2 separate regions of the Anser cygnoides genome follow, and region 2 is linked to region 1. Evidence: chromatin contacts called from public Hi-C data. All regions are on one chromosome and are shown on one strand. The core of a region is the stretch at or near the end of the contact, and the rest is flanking DNA. Distances in the headings are between cores, read along the strand shown. Region 1 holds the start of HTRA1 (HtrA serine peptidase 1). Region 2 holds the start of NSMCE4A (NSE4 homolog A, SMC5-SMC6 complex component).

Region 1 (7,132 bases), core at 3,256-5,755:
TTGAGAGAAAAGCAAACACACGCATGGTCGACTACAAAACGTACACTCTGAAACCGCTAATTTGTGCTTGCCAGACGTGCACATGTCTAGCCGTGTAAGGCAGTGAACTGTGAGAGGTGGTGATCTGAGCTAGCTGGCTTCAATTACTGACGCTTAAAAACTGCGGAATTTCGCTGGGAAACTGGTTAAAACGATGTGGCTGCTCGGAAGGACCTGTGAGGGGTCTCAGCCGAGCACAGCCTCGATCTGCCAGGCTCAGGAGCGGTGTGTCTGCTGCTGGCAGCAGGCAAGGAAACGGGGCCTGGTGTGCGTGGCACGGGTAGGCCGGGGTAGTCGGGGCTGCAGGCGGAGGGCCGAGGCCTGGCCAGTTTGGAGCTTCCTTCTTTCTCCTTACTGAGCTGCTGTTTTAATCAGTTTTACTCTTTTTGGTTTTTAAAACTTTGAATTTTTATGATTGTATTCTGAGGTAGTTTGGGCAGTAAAAAAAAAAATTGGTACAAAAGTTAAAAATAGATGCTGCATCACAGAGAATCTTCCCTCATAAAAAGTGACTGTATTAATGGAATATGTTGATACACAAATGCTAATATTTTAGGCTTCATAGGAAGTCAACGTTGTAAGGGATATAGAAATCAGCACCAAAAAGTTCACTCCGAAGCTGTGGGACAAATATTACTGTTCTTAGCCAGATCAACTATTTTTCGTTTGAGGCTGAGGAGAGGGATGAAAGAAAGGGAACTTGGGGAATTTTTAGATTAAAAGCATAAACAAAATTTAAAAGATCGTCTTAATTGCTCTGCGTTACGGATAGTTTTCAGTTTTTCAGATGTGCTGAATGTTTTAATTTCCATCTGTATCTTGGAGCACAATCTATGCAACCATTGATGCCCTGAGCCAGCGAGCTGCTGGAGCTCTCCTGGGGTGTTCCACTGAAGCAATGAAGGTTGCTTTCTGGAAAAGTGAAGTGTGAGTCCAGCTCCGTAACCAAATCATGGCCTACATGTCCACCTTGGTTTTCTACTTCAGATTTTCCGTGCAGACTTTCTTGGGGGGAAGGGAAAAGGGAAAAAAGGAACTATTGCTCGTTTGTAAAGGTAATTAATGGTGTAGCAGTAGCGTATTGCCCTTCAAAGTGGCACCTTTGACATTTTAATTTAGGGCTTTGCATTTAAAACATCTAACAGCACTGTCATTCTGCATATCTCTATGCAAGGTGAACCCATCTTTTAAGAATTTAAACCACTCTGTCGCACTGCATTCCCACGGCCACCATTCTCCTGCTAACTGAGCCATCAGGAAGCCCAAGTCGTGTCTGTAGCAGATAGGCAGTGGTAACAGCGCGTCTGTAGAGTCCTGGCTGGGACCCTTCTGTCCTGCTGTAGCCTTAACCCCTGCCACGTGCACTTTCTCATCCCTTAACCTCTTCTTCCTTCCCACCCCTTCCCTTGTTCCCAGATGCTGACTCCACAGCCACCTCCTTGCCCCCCTTGCAGGAGCAGCGTAGGAATCCTGCTGCAAGTGCTGCTGCCTTGTGTTCCCTCCTTCCTACAGGCTGCCCCCAGGTAGCAGCTCTGCCCTGAGGAGCTTTGCTCTTCCCAAAACCGAGCTTTCAAAGTCAGTAAATGGTGCAGTTTGGTTATCACGGGAGTATCTTCATGGGCGTTGAGGAAAACTTGCTTTCATAATAGGTGAGATAAGGCTTACTGTCACCTGCAGGACTGGCTTTGCTGTGGGGCAGGAGATCCACGAGGGCTGGGCTGGGATGTCGGGGGCAAATTGGGGATCCCTATCAGCAGGATCAAAGCCTGTGCTCCTTTAGAGGATCTCATGGCATTTGATCTCTCGGGGTGGAGTCTCCTGCCATTGAGTTCCATTTGAAAAGCAGGAGTTGAAACATTTTACTTGTAAGTCTCCCAGGTGAAAGCACCTCTGAGTATTGGTAGATGTCTCCTGGCTTTGGAAAGCTGTTTTGTGTGAAAATGTTACAATAAGGGGGAGAAACAACTTCTAGGTGTATAGGGCCTTTTGGGTGGTGGATGCAGATGGGTAATTAAGAAATTTGTCAGTTAGCTAAGATATTAAACCCCTAGGGTTGTATCTCCCTTATTCTGGAAAGGGAGGTGTTTGCTTTCAATTCTGTGTGCATCCATGTGAAGCCTGTAAAACTCACATAAAAAACCTAGGTTTTTAATACTCGGTACACATCCTTCCCTGGTTTAAAAATAAAAATAAATAAAAATAAAAGCTTGAGAGCTGAAAGTTATCAGTACTGGCCCACTTGTTTGAAGGCAAACTGCTAGTTTGCGCTTTCCACACAGGACTTTGTGACAGATTCTGGTTCCTTTGGTGCAGTGTTTAACCCTTCCCTGGCTCCCCATCGACAAAGGTACTTCACATTTCTGTGCTATTAATGTAAGGAAAAATATTGGCTAGTGTATTATGGTCTGTAAAAGAGCTCGAAGCTGATAGCGCTGGCACAAACTGTGGAGAAAAGTCAGACATCATGGAAAAGAAATAGACACAGCTGGTGTTTCAAACTCCTGTGCAAGAACACTTCACACTTGCAGTAGTTCTTGAAGTAGTTAAATATATGGGTTAAGATTTGTAAACTTTCTAAGCTGAAGAGTTAAGCGAACACTTATGCTTTCATTGACCAATTTACCCTCACCTGAGGTAAGGAGGCGTTCGCTTTGTTTGGGTTTTGAACTGGGGTGTTGACTTACTAACTTATGATTATTTGGAGTGTGTTTCTGTCAGCTGGGCACTGGTTGAAGTGCTTTGGGGTCTGTTCCTGCCCAGGGGTGTTTAGCTGGAGGGGTACGAGTGTCCAGGCAGAGAGGATGGCGGGACAAGGAGCTTTCACGCTGCGCAAAGTTTTTTCCTCCCTGCCAAGATAAGGCTGCTGCGGCTTGAAAGAGCTCTTGTAAGTTCTCTGACAGAGGCAATGTGATAGGAAAGCAGATGGCCTTTCTGGGTGGGGACAGCCTGTAGGAATTCCCTGCTTGGGCTTTGCTGAGTGTCTTGATTATGCTTATGCAGTCTTTTCTCAACTTGTATTGCCAATGTTTTTGTGCTGGTAACTGTTCATCTTCCCTTAAAGTCTTGTTTTTATTTCAAAAACTGAAGTTTATCAAAAGTAGCTGATAAGCAAGGGATATATAAATAATAAGTTGGGAACATTTTACCAAAATATCTAATATACATATATATATATACACACATATATGCATACATTTAAAATATTTGTAAGTATTTTTGAAATTTCTTTAGACTTTTTAAACATTGTAACAATTCTAATAACCCAAGTGAGGAAGTTTTGCTGCAAGCTGTTCCAGATGACAATTTTGGTCACTTCTGAAACCAAACAATTCTCCTGAAATCTCTCTTGTTGCGCAGCATAGGAGTTACTGGAAAACAGCAGCCGTAAGGGGATTTGACTGGGGATGTTGGAGTCGATATGCTTTTCTGCCTTTAGATAACCAAGCATCCCAGTAAGTACATTAGTGCTTTTTGTGGTCAGTTTGTTAAGATTTTTTCCCTGGAACTTGGTATGGTGTCTTCCGCTGGCGTCGGTGGCTGGTTGCTCCACTGTTTGCAGGAGAAAAGCCATTGTATTTTTCTGTACTAATGCCGTTGCTGGCACTGCGCATTTACTGGCAGCAGCTCAGTTCAATAGCGTTTCATTTGGCCTAAGGGTTGGTGAAGTTCCCTAGGTCCTTGGTTGGCGGGTACCTGATAAAGATACACTTAGATGATTACATATTGGTAGCCTGTTCAAAAGGTCAGTCAACACCTAGTTAACAGTGGGGCTGTGCTCACTTTCCAGTGGCTCAGCGGAGACCTTATTGCTCTCTACAGCCACCTGAAAGGAAGGTGTGGGGAGCTGGGGTCGGCCTCTTCTCACAGGTAACTAGCGATAGGACTAGAGGGAACGGCCTCAAGTTGCACCAGGGGAGGTTCAGGTTGGAAACGAGGAGACATTTCTCCTCAGCAAGAGCAGTCAGGCGTTGGCACGGGGTGCCCAGGGAGGTGGTGGCGTCACCGTCCCTGGGGGTGTTCAAGGAGAGGTTGGACGTGGTGCTTGGGGACATGGCTCAGTGGTGACATTGGTGGTAGGGGGTGGTCGGACCAGAGTGATCTTGGGGGGCTTTTACAACCTTAATGGTTCTGGGATTCTCTGTGGGCTGGGTGTGTGGGGAGAAAAAATATTAAATAAATGAAAATGAGTAGTAAAATTAAAAAGTAAATAAATAGGATAAAGTAAACAAAGTAAATAGAATAAAGTAAATAAACAGCCTAAAGTAAATAGAATAAAATAAATAAATAGGACAAAGTAAATAAATAAAGTAAATAAACAACAACAACACTAAAAACCGGAAAAAAACCCCCGCCGGGGGGTGTTGCGGCTGGGTCTCCCCCCGTGCCCGCCCCGCCCCGCCGGCCGCGCCGCCCCCGCCCCGCCGCTTAAAGGCGGCCGCCGCCGCTCCGCCGCCGTCCCGCTGCCTCCTTCCCCGCCGCCGCCTCCCTCCTTCCCTCCTCCTCCTCCTCCTCCCCCTCCGCCGCGATGCCGCTGTGGGCCTGGAGCCTGGTGCTGGCGGCGCTGCTGCCCGCCGCCGCCTCGGCCCCGCCGCCGCCGTCCCCCGCCGCCGCCTGCCCGGAGCGCTGCGAGCGGTCGCGCTGCCCGCCGCTGCCCGCCTCCTGCCCCGGCGGCGCCGTGCCCGACGCCTGCGGCTGCTGCCGGGTGTGCGGAGCGGAGGAGGGCGAGCCCTGCGGCGGGCCCGGGGTCCCCGGAGCCCCCCCGGTCGGTCGGCGGCGGCAGCCCGCCGTGCGGAGAGGGGCTGCGCTGCGTCGTGGCGGTCGGCGTGCCCGCCTCGGGCACCGTCCGCAAGCGGGCGGCCGCCGGGCGCTGCGTGTGCTCCAGCAGCGAGCCCGTGTGCGGCAGCGACGGGCTCACCTACGGCAGCCCCTGCCAGCTGCGGGCCGCCAGCCGCCGGGCCGAGGCGCTCCGCCAGCCGCCCGTCATCGCCATCCAGCGCGGAGCCTGCGGGCAGGGTAAGGGGGAGCGCGGGGGGGACGGTGCCCCGGGGGGCGGAGGGGTCTGGGTGCTGGCCCTGGGTCGGGACTGGGCCCCCAGGGTGCCCCCCCGCCGCCCCAGGATGGGGCTCGCACCGGGCGGCAGCAGCCTGCGGGGAAGGGACTGGCCTTGGCTCGCCGCTGGAGCTCGGGTCCAGTGGGAAGCTAGAGCGAGAATATGGGTTTGCAGCCTGCCACGCATCGGGGGGAGAGGGTGCCGCGTCCAGCTTTAAACCTCCCCTCCCACCCACCCCAAAATAAAGGGATGCTCGAGGATGCTGGGCTCCAGCCGGGGGAGTTACTTGCAGGACTTGGGAGGTCGGCGTGGCGAGGATCCCGGTCTGCGCGCCTTCAGCGCGCTTCGGCAAAATGCAGGAGCGCGCTCCCATCCAGGCACTTCATCACGAAGTAACGCCACGGGGAACAAAACCAGGAGTGTAGAAGCTGCTAAAATCTGATCGCAACGTGTCCGTGACAGCAGAGCAGAGCCGGCTGCCCTGGCCCAACTTAGCAGATGCGCTCTGCTTATTAATAATGGGTTTGCTAGGGAGGAGGAAACCAGTGACAGCACAGGAGGCTGGCTTGCAGTGCTTTTGGAGGACAGGAGTGGCCACTGAGGAGTAACAGTATAACGAATAGTAAGAAGTTGAGTGCTTTTGCTTTGGCTTTATGGTTATTTAGTTGTTATTGTAGTTGAACTGGGCACAGCTGAGTGCACCGCGCAGTAGCATGGGTTAAGGGGGCGAACGCTGGTGCACCAGGCAAAGGCGCGTGGCCGTGTTATGCAGCTGCCTCTCTGCCTGCGGGACTGCCGAGCTGGGCAGCACGGCCAAGTCTTTGGCCTCATTTCTAGGAGCGATTCGTGCAGGATGTGACACAGCAAGGCAGAAACGCACAGGTCGATAAGCACGGGATGGTCCTTGCGATGCGTCTTCTTGCAAGCCCTCATTGGCTTAAATCAAAGTTTAAGCTAAGGCTTTGCATTTGTTTCAAGCCACTCGACACATTCAGAGGGTAACATGTAAAAACAGCATGCAGTAAGGCTTTATTTCTGAAGCGGTAGTCAGTCGTGTTTTAGTGAGTGCTGTTTCCCTGAGGACTGATCCTCTGGATGCAGGCTGCACCATTTCTGCACTTCTTTCTTTACAAACAGCTGTAATCTTTTCTCCGTATTTAGCCCTCACCTCTCCAGCAGAATAATATCCTGTCTTATAGCAGCTTTGTGCTGAGCTTGGGCAGAACGCCGATCCTGCCTCAGAGATCAAACTCTTGTATCAGTACAGTCCCTTTTTGTACCCCTGTTTTCCCCCCCCCGGTTTAAAAGCTGCCTTGTGTTCTGTGGAACATTGCTGGCATTTAGTGACGGAGACAATCAAAGCTTTCACACTACAGTTTCCTGATCTGCAACATAATATAATGCCTTGTGATTTATTTTTTCTTTCCAGCTCTCAATTCCTGAAGCCAATATTGTTGCCTTGCAGCCTTTTCCGCTGAATGCTCGCAGCGTTTGAGCTGGAGAGCAACGTGCATCTGCTGTAAGCTGTGCAGAGAGCTTGTCGGGTGAATCGGCCCGGTGCAGAGCTCTGCTTGGCAGAGGAGCTCTTGCAGGACCACCAGGGTGCCTTCAGCCTTTCGTTTTGTCCCCATGCACCTCTGGTTGGAGCTGGGCTGCTTTTCTGTATCAGCAGGGACAAAAGGAAGGTGCTAGAGAGCAAACCAGTAGCACGTGGTTATCCCTAGTACACAGCAAACAGTGCTGCACACAGAGCTTTTTTCATATGCAAAGGACATAGAATAAAGAGAAATGGAGAGTTGGCTGAAAACCTCCAAAATAAAGAGAAATGGAGAGCAGGCTGTAAAGCTGCATTCCCTGGAGGCAGATGAAGGGCTGCTTTGAAAAGCCATTGCCTAATATGTGGCTCCTTACAGTTGTTAATTTTTTTTATTTTATTTTGAGTTCATTTTCAAGAGTGCTTTTTCTACCTGCAGATGGATTATCCTTGTTGAAATGTTTTTGTGTTCACAGTAACATGTCTTCATAAATAATCTAGTGAATACA
Region 2 (7,132 bases), core at 2,036-4,535, 220 kb before region 1:
GTAAAATACTGTATTATGGTGTCTGTCCTGCTAAATTAGTACTTAATATCACTGTATAACAAATGAACCTTGACATTCCTGACGATAATGAAAACAAAAGCACATTCAGACTTGTGACATATACAATCAAGAGCTACACTGTCTGATATTTAATTCCCTTTGATTAAAGGGAGTTAAATCCCTAAATCTATATACATTTTCATATAAACTAAATGACAAAATCCAGCATTAGTACTTAGCAATGTATTATTTTCATATAAAAGCGAATGACTTGTGAATGTTCTTCACAGAAGTCAGTCAAAACAGAAACAACATGTAAGAGAATTGCATGGACTGCAAGAAAATAGGGACTAAGGTTTAATCTCATTTCAAGAGATCTTAAGCTTTCAGATATGAATCAGTTTTACATTTTCCAATATTTCACTAGAACCAAAGAAATGCATTCCCCTCCCTCAATTAACCTGTTTCTTATATTACAGATGACAATGAAAGCTAGAGAATATGCACAGCCTTTTATGGTTTGAAGAGTGTTTCAATGCTATTGTGAATCCATTCTTCTATCCATCCACAATAAAAGCAGTCAATCATGGCATGTCTAAATGTCCATATAATACAAAGTCCCATTCCACGGGTCACAAAGGACCTTGAAAACTTCATCCAAAAACAAACAAAGCATTGGACAAGATAAAGACACTAGTTAACTAATGTGAAACTACTGAACACGGTCAAAGAAAGCATAAAAGACTACCATAAGAGCACGAATTGACGAAACTGTGATAAAGTAGCAGGGGGAGAGGAGATGCCTACATTTGCAAGTTAAGATTCTCCCCTACGCAAATGGGAAATGTTTTAAATCATGTACTCAGCAGTTAACAAAACTAAGCAGAAAGTTAATCAAAGAAATTCATGGGAAGACTTAAATTATATCAGAACTGTCAGGTACTGCCTGACAATCTTTTATGATTCTATAACAAAAAGGGTAAACCTCTAGCAAAACCGTTGGCAAATTCTGAGTCTGGAACTTACCAAGTCTTCTGCAAATGTTAGTGAATCAAATGTTGTCATCTCTGAGCGCAACTCATTAGCTTTCTCCTTTCCTAGATTTGATGCTAAGACAAGAAATTGGGCATCCAGTGCAGCCTCTCGCGCACAAGAAACTGTTACAGAAGAAAAAGGCTGTATATTAGTAACATGTCATTGTCAGAAACAATGAAATTTAGCATACAAAGCTCTATACCCAGGATATTTTGTAAATCATCTTATTGCAATGACCTCTAACGAAATTACTGACATAATACTCATATTTCCATTAAAAATGAGAAAAGAGGATGAGCCTGACAAAGGCAAGCATGAAGAACTAACATGTTATCTTGAAGAATAAAATGCATATTTCATTGACGTGTTTTTTGTTTCCCTCCAAGTGAAACGAGTAGTGCCCAAGACATTAGTGTAGGTAGGCTTATATACATTGTCCTGCAAAGACAAGATCAAGCAAGAAGCACTTCTAACTGCAAATAAACATTAAAAAAGAGAGATTTGTTTTCCCATATCACCTTTTTCAAACAATTCCTCTTCAGCTTATCTATTTCAAGTAATACATTAATATTTATGCTAAAGTACTTGGATATAAACTTCATCTTCTTGCCATTTTGTTTACTAATGCATCATTTACTCACGCATGACTAACTGTCAAGCAGTCACATCTAACAAGGACTACAGAATTTGTTTTACCTCCACTGAACAGTTTATTGGCTTCTTCCAAAGCTTCTGTCAGTCTGTTGCTTTTTGAACTCAGCATATCCTCACGATTTTCTAGGTGGAAAGGACACAAATGAAATCCTAAATTACTTAAGTATGGACGCATCAAAAAATACATACTTACTCCTTACTCAAAACTGTCTTGTTCATATTCCTTTATAAATAACAGATATGGAATATGGTCAAACATTCATTGCAAGATGTTTAGTCTCTGTTCTTATTAATGCTAATGCATTAGATTGGTTTGAAGGGGTAATTTTCCATTTACTTCAATGAAATATGATTCACGTGGCTGAATTTACGTAGAACTGTATCATCTACTGAAGTTGTGTTAGGTACGCGCATTCAACTTCACCACTCCAAAACTCATTTCATTACAAGCTCAAAACTCGGTAGATCCAACTCCTGTTGGTTCCAGTTAAATATCTGCACCTGTGCCACAGCAGCCACCAGGCACTGTAGTTTTCTTTGTGTCATTCATGTTACACATTCGCATTAATCAGGGACTTCCAGGGAAAAAAACAAATGAAGAGCAAATGGAAAAATGTATGCCTGGTGATTTCTGAAGATCACTGGGCAAAATGACTACTTATTGTATAATGGCACAAGTACGATTTAACAAGGCTTTCAGATGTCCAATTCTCAACAGCTACGTACATTCTTTTAAGAACGTGCTCAATGCATGGTCACAATGCTGTTGTTTTTCTTATATAAACACAGTGCACCATCCATAAACTGCGCTGCATTCTCTTACAGAACAACCCTACAAGTGTGGCAAGCCTGCAGAAACCAGCACCACATCCTGCTAAACCCGGCAGCGCCTCCTCAAACACCCGCTGCCACACTTCACTGAGAGAACAGACGTAACGGGAACTCCATGCACACGGATGACAGCCGTGTAACCCATGCCCATGGAAGCAGCAGAAACCCATCCTCCCGTCTGGGCAGGAGCCCCCACCCGAGAGCTGTTACAAGCCCCAGCGCTCTCCGCAAGGCCCTGTGGCAGGGCCCAGAGGGCTCGGGGGGGGGTCCCAGCCCCGCTGCTCGCCCCCCGCTCACGCTGCACGCTGCAGATCAGCTCCCGGTACTGGTTGCGGATCATCCTCCTTCTGCGCTCGTCCACGCGGCCCTCGCGGCCCTCCGACCCCCGCGGCCCTTCTCCTTCCTCCCCCTCCTCCTCCTCTTCCTCCTCCTCCTCGTCGTCGTCTTCCCCGGCGGCCTGCGGGCGGCCGAGCCCGCCGGAGAGCCGCTGCTGCCTGCGCTGCGACGCGGAACCGTTGCGGGAGCCGGGGGGCAGCGAGGGGCGGCTGGAGCCCGGGCCGGAACACCGCGGGGAGGGCGGCTCGCCGCTTCCGCCCGCCTCCGACATCGCTGCTCGCTGCCCCGGGGCCAGGAGAGAGGCGGCGGCGGCGGCGGCAGGGGCCGAGCCCCGGGGCGCCGCGACCGGCTGCGATGGCGCCGCGGCGGGGCGGGGCCGGGCCGCGGGCGGCGGCGGCAAATGGCGGCCGCGGCCCGAGCTGAGGGAGCGGCGGGCGGCGGCGGCTTCCCGCCCCTCGCCGAGCCTCGCTGGTTCGCTGACGGAGCGGGAGCAGGGCCGCTATGGCCGGCACGGCCCCGGCAGGGGGCGCCGCCCGCACGGCGATGCAGCCGCGAATGGCGGCGGCTCCGCGGCCGGCTGGGAGAGGCCCGCACCTGCCCCTCAGCTCGGCGGGAGGGCTCCGAGCTGTCACTGGGGTTAGGGGTGGGAAGCTGTGGTAAATAAATCCGTGGTAAACACCAAACGGGTGGGAATCCGTGGTAAATACCGCCAGATTGCTCATCTGCCTTCGAGCTTCTCTGACATCTGAGGGGCAGGTGAGGTAAAAATTGCGGCCAAAGGGATCAGGCATCTGACTGGGCATCTCCATTATACGTATCACAGAATCACAGAGTCATCTAGGTTGGAAGAGACCTCCAAGATCGCCTAGTCCAACCTCTGACCTAACACTAACAAGTCCTCTACTAAACCAGATCACTAAGGGCTACATCTAAATATCTTTTAAAGACCTCCAGGGATGGTGACTGAACCACTTCCCTGGGCAGCCCATTCCAATGCCTAACAACCCTTTCGGTAAAGAAGTTCTTCCCAATATCCAACCTAAACCTCCCCTGGCGCAACTTTAGCCCATTCCCCCTCGTCCTATCACCAGGCATTTGGGAGAATAGACCAATATAATACACATAGATTAATTACTCGTTAAGTAAGGGTCTGTGCTCATACATTATATTACACATACATTAACAAATACAAATACATTGTATTACACGTACGTTAACAAATGTATGCTCTGAAGTGGAGCAGGCTGGTAAGCTAGTTAATCAGGAGCAGTAGCATTGTTTATACAAAAGACACCAAAGTTAGATGTGAGGATGTGTGTTATTAATTTACCAGGCTGGAAGAAATAATACCGTCTGTATTTTTAAATGATCCAAAACCAAGCATTACAAGTCTAGAAAATTCAGCTATATTAAAATTTTAATTTAATGATGAGCAGTTTATATGACAGACCAAACCCATATTAAAATATATAATTTCACCTCTCTCGTTATATTCTTCTCCCTGTACCAGCATCATTAGAGTTGAGCTTAGTGTAATGCTGGATCTGGCTTCCACTTGGGAGCACTGGGCTAACGAATGGGCACTATTTTCTCATACTTCACCATAACCAGCAAAACTGTTGCATAAATATCGGTTGTTCAGGAACTGTGCTGATCCACGCAACTGGATTGCCCATCAAAATAAATCCCTTGTGTGAATCCATTGACTCCAAAAAAGCTAACATAAAGGGTGACTTTAACCAAAAACATTGTTTCAAAGGCAACATATGCCACAATATTTTGTCTTTTTAAAATGCTTACCCTATGTAATTTGACACAGAAATTCCAAATTGGAAGAGTATTATTATAATACATGGTTAGAGTAAAAACACTGAACATTAGAAGTTGACTTTTAAGAATTTCGTTAAGTGTAAGCATATGCCTTTTCTTTGCAAGGAACCTAGGAATTTATTTGTAGTTTTCTCTGCTTAGAAGTTCAAATTAATCCTACAAAATATAAACAGATTTCACAGTACTTCATTATGTGATTAATACTATTGTGTTGCTCTAATCATCATGGAGTTTTGTTAGAGTATTTTTAGCAAGCATTCTAAAACATCTTTATAGATGAGACTGATTTAATGTAGAGCCACGGATCTACCTTGTGTTCCCCAAATCACTACTTCTGCTGGACTACAGACTGCAAAATATGCAGAAGATATCTTTCAAAATATATGTTTACACTGTTTTGTTTTTCAATGCAAAAAGGTCGAATTATAGTTCGGACTATTAAACAATTTTCTATTCTTTGTGTGACTAGTAGCATGCTGTCAAATTTATGCCTCAAGTTGATTATGATCAATATGCTTTTAGACCCTAACACAAAAAGTCTCACGAGAGGATCCAGACAAGACTGGGGCCCATTGTACAGTGCAATACACAAACAAATAGTAAGAAATATTCCCTAATCCAAGGACTTTGAAATGCAGGGCAAAATGCAAAATGCTGAGGTAGGTGCGAGGCACACTGAAAGGTTCAGTACAAGGTGGAGGGTTCAGTGCCTTGCTGAAGAAATTGGGTTGTATCAAGTCTCATACAAACGCTAATCTTGTTTCTGAAGATGATGCTTGCTTTCTTGAAATCCACGTTTGACCTTTCATGGTGCTTAGACAAGCAGGGCCTTTTACTGACTGGGTACAAGAGCAAAATATCCCACAGACTGTTCTTTGTCTCAAATATACAATAAAATGGCAAAGTGTTCTAAAAGAAGCAACCCACATTAACCAAAAATTAAACACTAAAAAGCAGAATAGCACAACAAATACTGCACAGCATACAAATTCACTTTTAACAAGAATATTGCGCACTATAAAATGATTTCAACAATTACCATCACATTCCTTCAGCAGCTTGTATTTACATGGGAAGAAAGACCTCTCTGCGTGGATCAGTGGAGTGTAATGTGAAATCAGTTTTCAGTTTCATCACAAAAACGTCTTTCACTGAAACTACATATGTCACTTGGGACTGGTAGGAGGAGAGGAGAAGCCTACTGCTGTTCTCCATGCGGACCAGTCTGTCACAGCACATGCTACGCAGCTATGTGTGAGACAGAAGGTGGATGCTACTCTTAATTCCTACCCCATGATCTTGTTGCAGACTATGGACTGGTGGTTTCAGACAGCGTAATCACGTATCGTCTCCTCTTGGGCCATCTAGAGAAATGGAATCTGGGAGCACTGAGCAGAAAGGTATAACTTCATTCTTTTGCAAGAAGACAGCATTTCAGGAGTGGAAGTGTCAGGCAGCACAAACCTCAGAGTGTTGTCTCATGGCTAAAGAGTGACACGGGGCCATCGCAGCAGGTAGAACTGAACTACAGTCTTCAACTGATTTCCAGTTCTGAGCACTGCACGTTTTGTATATATCATGATACAGCAGCTCAGATGGATGCTGTATTTCAGCAAGCAATAGGCAGTCTCTGTTGTCATCAACTACAGAGAAGTAATGTTATTTCTTATGGTGCTGCAAAGTTAATTACCTGTAGTGATGACTGTGTGTCTCAGATAGCTCAGGAGCTGCCCAGCATGCAGCTACTCATCTAGAGCCAACAAACTCTGGGACCTACCACCAGTAGATTTAGTAACAAATCTAATCATTTGCCCAGTTCTAGAAGATCGGTCTTCTGGTGCAAAGATCCCCAGTCTGCCTGCAGGTATTTCCAAGACTTAATGGAAAAAAAGACACATTTTAAAACGTGACAGCTTAGTCTCTGCCTGGGAGTGCTGCATATGATACTAAAGCATAAACTTTTTTGCATTTCCCTTGGAATACAGCAAAATAAATGTTACTGTTCAGGATGAAGAGACAAAGTAAGAAACTCATTATTTAAGAACATTGCAACATAGGACCTGTTGCACAGTGACAGCTGTTTCTGACATAAAGATAATCCTGGTAATCTGAAATGGGTCCTAAACTAATTGAAAACACCAGAAATAAAACGTCTGAGATACTTGCCAGTCAGCTGCCAGCTCTGCAAGCAAATACAGATGAGGGGAATTTTCTTTTATGTAGAAGTGTATGTTTATATACTTGGTTTTTGCAGAAGCTTTTCTTTCCGTATTTACAGATAATCCCGTGGGAGGTAAAAATCTGGCACCAGATATTCTTTCAGCACAGTGGATTAGGTTACAGCCCATCACATCACAGTATACGTTGTACCAGCCTAAGAAGTTATTTCCAGAGGAACAATTATTAATAGAACTCTGAAAAACATGTGGGACCCAATCTGGTGGGA

Evidence for each region. A called contact is a pair of places that touch in the nucleus more often than the background predicts.
Region 2: a Hi-C map of liver shows a contact between it and region 1, with 2.7 times the contacts expected there. The contact joins the promoter of NSMCE4A here to the promoter of HTRA1 in region 1. A contact is called at or near these places in 3 of 7 Hi-C or Micro-C datasets (granulosa cells and liver).

The regions. Positions count from the first base shown.
Region 1 is chr7:4,933,673-4,940,804 of Taihu_goose_T2T_genome, reverse strand. HTRA1 (HtrA serine peptidase 1) reads left to right here and starts at 4,505. Exons shown (of 10, transcript XM_067000489.1): 1 at 4,505-4,804; 2 at 4,806-5,052. The coding sequence starts at 4,565.
Region 2 is chr7:5,151,951-5,159,082 of Taihu_goose_T2T_genome, reverse strand. It overlaps NSMCE4A (NSE4 homolog A, SMC5-SMC6 complex component), which reads right to left and starts at 3,285. Exons shown (of 11, transcript XM_013185849.3): 1 at 2,818-3,285; 2 at 1,732-1,812; 3 at 1,027-1,157. The coding sequence starts at 3,127.